Linked DNA regions of Sus scrofa: region 1 is linked to region 2. A link is a contact called in public HiChIP or PLAC-seq data. All regions are on one chromosome and are shown on one strand. Each heading gives the region's core, a stretch centred on a gene start, on an enhancer-like site or on the middle of the called end of the contact. The rest is flanking DNA. Distances are from core to core; before and after follow the strand shown.

Region 1 (3,440 bases), core at 35-2,534, 300 kb before region 2:
TCCAGGAGGGAAAAGGACTAAGCTTCCTAAGCAGCTGCCATGCTGGGAATAGCTCATTTCACATACTTTATAAACCTTCACAACAGTGAGGCAGTGTCCCACCTGCAGGAGAAGACTTAAAGGCTGGGAGGGCTACCTCCCCCTGGGTCACAAAGCTGAGGGTCACACAGCTGACTCTGCAGGCACTGAATGGGCCGGGACCTTTCCGGCTGGCCTCTCACTCCTCCAGTCCTAGACCCCAGTAGGCCAGCTCCTCCATCTCCTCATTCTCCCGGCCTGGGGGGCACCCAGATCCCTTCCTTCTTTCAAGGCCCATGCTTCCTCCGCCCTGATGCTGGCAAACCCGGAGGTCAGATCTCCACAAGTACCTTCTCCTGGGGTCCTCCTGGTTACCTCATACTCCAGTTCCACACCCCAAGAACCCGCACAGAGCCCACAGGGAAGTCGGGCTGCGGGTCACTGAGTGCCCATCCCTCTGCCCCGCCAGCCAGCCAGACAGTGCCGGGACACGAACCCGACTGCCCTTCGCTCCTGCGCGGGACAGCGGCCAAGGGAGGAAAGGGCGGCGGCTGTGAGAACTGCCGGCGGGGGAAGAACCGAAAGGCCCAGAAACGCGCTGTGAAGAGAAACCTCCCAGGCGCAGCGACGCGCGGAGCCAAGTCTCCGCGGGCGCCTGCTAAACCCTATTCCCGCCTGGCGCCTCTGCGGGTGCCTCTCTCTCCCGAGCCCCCTCCTCCGCAACTCAGGCTCTGTCCCTTCCCCTACGGACCAGTGACGATTCACCAGGGACAGTCTTCCGCTTGACCCGCCGGACGAGACCAGGTCTCCACCCAGGCCAAAGAAAGGGGCCCCTTGCCCCCATCTCTTTTCCACCCCGGCCCTCCCCTTTTCCTCTCGGTCAGACTCTACCCTCCACTTCCAGTTCTTTCCCTCTCCTTCCCCCTTCCACCCCGCCCATCCCCACCCATCCCCACCCTTCCCCACCCATCCCCCCTCCTCATTCCGCCCCTTCCCCCTCCTCCCCAGGGTGTCCCCGATCCCACTTTCCTGCCCGCACCCCCCTCCCGCCCCGCCCATCTCCCCTCTCCACACTGTTCCTTTCGCTCTCCATCTCTTCTCCACCCTGCCCGACCCCACCCTTCCCTCCTCCTTCCTCCGCCCCCTCTCCCTTCTCTCCAATCCTTCTGAGTTCCCCACTTCTCCCCACCACCCCGCCTCTCTACAGGTCAGCACCCTTTCGGTCCCGCCCCTGCCCCCGCCCTCGCCGCAGCCCCGGCACAGCTAGGCGTATTCTCCCGGGCTCTGCACGTCACCGCTCGTCCCACTTCCTGCCCAGCCAATCAGCCCTCTCCTCCGCACCCAGCCTCTCTTCCCGGGGGAAACCTGTGGCCGGAGATGCGGAATCATGTATGGTGTGTGCAGTCACCCGGCGGGAGGGCAACTCCGGGTGCGGAAGAAACCGGAAGATGGCCGGGGTAGGGTGGGGGGAGGGAGCCAGACATCTATCATTTAGCCGCAATCAGAGAACTGAAGTTAGTTGCGTGTGTTTGGCCCTCTGTCGCTTACAAAATACTCTCCTACAAATGCTCTCTCTTGGGCCTCAAAACAACCCAGTGAGGCGGTGTTATCTCCTCATATCGGAGGAAAGAACAGAGTGGCGGGATCAAGTGGCTGCGCCAAGGTCCCAGGCTGGGCGGCGGAGGCTGGTTCTTTTGGGGATCCAGGCCGGAGTCCGCGTCCTCACGCTCAGAAACCAAGGGCCATTGAAGGCCTGGTTGATTTTCGGCCCCATTTGTGATCCACTTGCCTGGACTACTGTCCTAAGAGTTTCGATGGTGCAGGCATTGAAAAACGGGAAGATCGCAGGGATGAGAGGCGGAGCTTAGGGCGGAACGTTTAGGTAGGGGAAGCCGAGAGAAAGGGTAAACTGAAAGGGTGGCCTTGGGATTTTTTCCTGTACTAGCCTGGCAGGTTGGTGGGGGGGGGGCGTTTCAAAGAGAAAGCCTTGGGAGCTGTGACGGAATGGCAGCAACTCTGGGCGGAAAAGCTACGTATCAGTGCACAAGAGTAAGCACAGTGCACGGCGCTGCTAGCATCCTGCGAATGGAGATCTAGCTATACCGCCCAAAGAGCCGCGCTCAGACACTGCGCCGCAGCAGGAGCACACCCAAAACAAAAGGCCTGGAATAAAGGTCAGGGGAGGAGGAGTCGGCTTCTTCCAGAGTCTCCTTCACCCGCTTGCTCTGTCTTACCTTTTGCTGCAGCTTCTTCCTCCGGGTATCTGCGGAGCTCGCCTCCTCTACTCAAAGTCTCCTTCCCATCGAGGCCAACCCCTTCACAGTTCACCTTTTCTCCCTAGCATTTATCAGGATCTAAGCAGTACTTTTCAAACCCGAAAGTGCGGTGGGTCACCTTGGAAACTTTCTACAACGCATATGCCCATTCAGTTGGTCCAACGTGGGTGCCTGTGTTTCTAACTCGCTCACGCACTGTGCTACTGCTGCCTATGGAGCTGTGCAGGACACTTTGCATAGAAAGGACCTAAGAAATGCTCTTGTGTCTCGGCGGGTTGAGGATCCTGCTTTGTCACTGTAGCGGCTTGGGTCGCTGCTATGGCAAGTGTTCCATGCTTTGCCCGGGAACTTCTGCATGCCCCGGTGTCGCAAAAAAAAAAAAAAAAAAAAAAAAAAGGACCTGAAACACTAGATCCTATTTTTATCTTGTTTTACATTCTTTTTCTTGCACCATAATGTAAGTTCCAGGAGGGTAACGATAATTTTATTTTGGTTTTTTTTGTTGCCTGCTCTATCCTCAGCACCCAGAACGGCAACAGCAGGAGCACGTGGCTCTTTACTGACTGAAGGAAAGAAGGAGTGAATGAGGTACAAGCCAAAAAAGAAAGCAGAGGTGATAAATCCAATGTCATACAAAGTGGAATTCAAAGGGGAAACCATAAATGAAACAAAGGAAATGTGGAAAAAATACTTTTTTTGTATTTATTTAAAAAAAAGGAAATAACAGTCACAGACCCTTAAGTCTTGAATAGTATGATATCAACTTATTTAAAATAAAAGCTGTTCAAAGAACAAGGAAAATCCTAAATATCACATTGATTTTAGAAACTAACTCCTTCCATCTTGGTCTGATCTCATAAGAGAATGGTGACATGGAAGTACTGAAAAAGAAATTCACTTGATTTATTTACTTTTTATTGTGGTTAAAATATACTTAACAAAAATCAGTAAAAAAAAAAATCTAGCAGTGTAGCCCTTTTTATATGTATGGTTTGATGACATTAAGAACATTCACAGAGTTCTCATCTTGGCTCAGCAGCTGGCAAAACTGACTAGCATCCATGAGGTTTCAGGTTCGATCCCTGGCCTTGCTAAGTGGGTTGAGGATCTGGCATTGCCATGAGCTGTGGTGTAGGTAGCAGATTC
Region 2 (3,388 bases), core at 120-2,619:
AGCTAGAATCAAGACCAGGTCCCAGGTGTGTGACTTGGGCCTCCACCTTCCTCATCTGTAGAAAGGCAGTAACAGGAACAGCGCCTAGCAAGGTTGTAGTGAGGATCCAATGAGGTGCTGTGACAGTGTAAAGAAAAAAAAAGGCAATTGTCTTAATTATTAGTGCTTGTCTCTAACGATTTCATTAATTACAATGGAGCATGTAACCCTTTAATTACAAGGATTAAAAGGATGGAAGGGAGTTCCCGTTGTGGCTCAGGGGGTTAAGAATCCGACTAGTATCCATGAAAATGTGGGTTGGATCCCTGGCCTTGCTCAGGAGGTTAAGAATCCAGCATTGCTGTGAGCTGTGGTGTGGTTTGCAGAGGCAGCTTGGATCTGGTATTGCTGTGGCTGTGGTGTAGACAAGCAGCTAGAGCTGCAATTCCACCCCTAGCCTGGGAACTTCCATGTGCACAGGTGCAGCCCTAAAAAGGGTGGGGTGGAATTGCAGCTCTAGCTGTCCCTGGACGCAAAGGTCTTGTGCACTGACAGAAAACTGTAGCCATCAGGGCTCAGTGACAGGCTAGTCCCACCCAGTAAGTGGTAGGGATGGGAGACGCTGGCAAGGAGGGGGTTAAGGGTTCACAGCAAAGGGCCTTCTGTGGAGTAGGAATTGACTTCAAGCGGGCTCTCCAGGCTCTCAGTAAAGGGATGACAGGAGGAAAACAATAGGAATATTCAGTCCTGCTTCTGCGCCTATATCCCAAGCTAGATCTTGGGGGAGGAGCCTGTGCAGGCAAAGGAGAAGTCAGCTCCGGAAGCAGCTGTCAATCAAGTACAATCCTTCCAGCGCTAGCATCTTGGGAGAAGACACTGCTTCCCAAGTCTTTACACCTTTGAGATGGCACCAGAGACATCACGCGGGTGAGCTAAGCGCCCCTCCATCCGTCAGATCTCGCGGTAGGAGAAAAACCGGGAGAGGAGGGCGCTGGCAGCGCGGTCCTCAGCCCAGTGGGAAAGTGGCGGACCCAGCCTCTCAGCTCAAGTCCCAGCCAACCGCGAAGGCGGGCGGGCGGAGATGGAGTTTGGCAGCTGTCCCACTGGGAAGTCTGCCAAGGGAGACTCGGAACGAGCGGCTTTGAGTCTGCCGGGTAGGAATCTCTGCGACAGTGCCCTTGCCTTGTGTCAGTGACTTTTGATTTCCCCAGCTTCTTACAACTGCCTGAACTTGTTTTCTCGCCTGTAATAAATAGGTTGTTAAAATTACATGAAAAAGATAGTAACGAACTTGTTAATTATTCAATAAATAGTAGCTGTCACCGCCAGGGTCACAGTCAGCAGCCCTGCTGTATCATCCGGGAGGGCTGAGTCAGGTCTCCCGGCGGCACCTCGACGTGTCGCAGGCTCTTTGGCTCCCTCGCCTGGGAGGGAGCGGCAATCGTCTTGCTGCTGGTGCAACCCGGAGCCAGAGTGCAGAACCGGGAGGAGAACTCTTTCACGCATCCTTCTTCTCCTTGATTCCCATGCTCCGGGTTGGTCCACCAAAGAACCGGCTTTCTACTGGCTTCCTTGCGATGGCTCTAGTGATGAGAGGACTGCAGGCCCTGGCTGAACCCCATCCCAGACAACCTGCCTGGTTCTCACGCCCCGAATCTCAGTGGTTCTTTAAGAAGGGCTCTTGGGACTCGGTGGGAGGAATTTTTTTTTTCTTTTTCTTTTTTCTTCTTTTTTTTTTGCTACAAAGGGGAACCGCTGGCATTTAATGGGATTTGCCAGTGATGCCAGATACCCTCCAAAATGTGGAATGGTCCTGCACAGCAAAGAACTGTGTGGGCTTTCAGATACCCCACTGGACATCCATGAAATGAAAGGCCATTTATTATTAATTATCTGAGCTAAGTTCTAACCCAGTTGATGTATAAACAAAAACACTATTTTTGGAGTTCCCCATGTGGCTCAACAGTTAATGAACCCCACTAGCATCCATGAGGAAGAGGGTTCTATCCCTGGCCTTGCTCATTGGGTTAAGGATCCGGTGTTGCTGTGAGCTGTGGTGTAGGCTAATGGCTACAGCTCCGATTTGACCCCTAGCCTGGAAGCTTCCATATGCCTTGGGTGCGGCCCAAAAAAGCAAAAAAAAAAAAAAAAAAAAAAAAAAAAAAAGAATTGAAGTTCAGGAGACACAGATTTGGATAAAACTGAAAGAGTGTTCCAGGGAAGAGAAAGAGTAGGGGGCTTATAAAGGCAAAAGCCAGCAGGCGATACTCTGACACAAGAAAGGAAATAGTCATCCATCACGAGTTGTTTCAGGGTAAGGGGGCCAGACAGTATCTTTTTTTTTTTTCTTTTCTTTTTACGGGCTGCAATTGGCATGTGGAAGTTCCTGGCTAGGGGCTGCATCTGAGCTGCAGCTGAGGCCACAGCCAATGCAGGATCTGAGCCATGGCTGCAACCTATGCTGCAGCTTGCGGCAACACTATTTCCTTAACCCCCTGAGTGAGACCAGGGATTGAACCCAAATTGCATCCTCACAGACACTATGTCATGTTCTTAACCCTCTGAGCCACAATGACAACTCCCCAGTCAGGATCTTGAGTTTCAGGCAGATGTTCTGAATGCCTTTGTTAGGACAATAAATAGTCAAAGGAGGGAGTTCCTGTTGTGGCTCAGCAGTAATGAGCCCGACTATTATCCACAAGAATGTGGGTTTGATACCTGGCCTCGCTCAGCAGGTTAAGGATCCAGCGTTGCCGTGAACTATGGTATAGGTCGCAGATGCGGCTCAGGTCTGGCATTGCCGTGGCTGTGGTGTAGGCCGGCAGCTCCAATTCGACTCCTAGCCTGGGAACTTCCATATGCTGCGAGTGTGCCCCCCCCAAAAGTCAAAGGATTAGATTCCATCCAGGCTGAGATGTACCTAAGTCACACTTCCTCAGTGGCCTCCTGGCTCCGTTTTAGAGCTTGCTCAGCAATAGCAATTCGTTTTGGTTTTCCTTTCACACATGAATGGGAGTCTAGCGCCACAAGCTATTCACATTCTAGTTTCGGACTGACCTACATCTGGGTGGGCACACTCAGATATTGGATTTTAATTAAATGAAAAGGCCGAAAGTTTTACAGATATTGTCTCCTAACCAACTGCCGCTTTATCATTCACAATTCCTTAGATCAGCCCCAAAGTCTTTAAGAGTGTGTAATAGCACAAGATTTTAAGCAGGCTCAAATTTGGTTGCCACAATCAGTTATGAAAACTATTTATACTTTTATAAATTAATGTATATGTGTGTGTGTAAATTACATATACGTTTCTGCTGTCAGGCCCTGGAGTGAGTGTGTGGTTGCACTCTGAATGAGAAGGGTACAATATGATCCATGGATGGGGCTGTCATTCCATTTCCTTCCTGTG

The links. HiChIP or PLAC-seq counts read pairs in DNA pulled down with a chosen protein or histone mark.
Region 1: a contact with region 2 is called in an H3K27ac HiChIP or PLAC-seq map of alveolar macrophages. The contact joins two enhancer-like sites. A contact is called at or near these places in 1 of 47 Hi-C or Micro-C datasets (embryonic fibroblasts) and 1 of 2 datasets of contacts at active chromatin or transcription factors (alveolar macrophages).

The regions. Positions count from the first base shown.
Region 1 is chr14:10,381,290-10,384,729 of Sscrofa11.1, reverse strand. No RefSeq gene overlaps it. Among named protein-coding and RNA genes, the nearest start is that of PNMA2, 45 kb to the left of the region's middle. Within about 2 kb of position 1,284, at least 76 of the 83 cell types and tissues checked have an H3K27ac peak or open chromatin away from gene starts, as enhancers often do. A contact at or near this core is called in alveolar macrophages, where this site is marked.
Region 2 is chr14:10,081,137-10,084,524 of Sscrofa11.1, reverse strand. No RefSeq gene overlaps it. Among named protein-coding and RNA genes, the nearest start is that of EBF2, 55 kb to the right of the region's middle. Within about 2 kb of position 1,369, at least 40 of the 83 cell types and tissues checked have an H3K27ac peak or open chromatin away from gene starts, as enhancers often do. A contact at or near this core is called in alveolar macrophages, where this site is marked.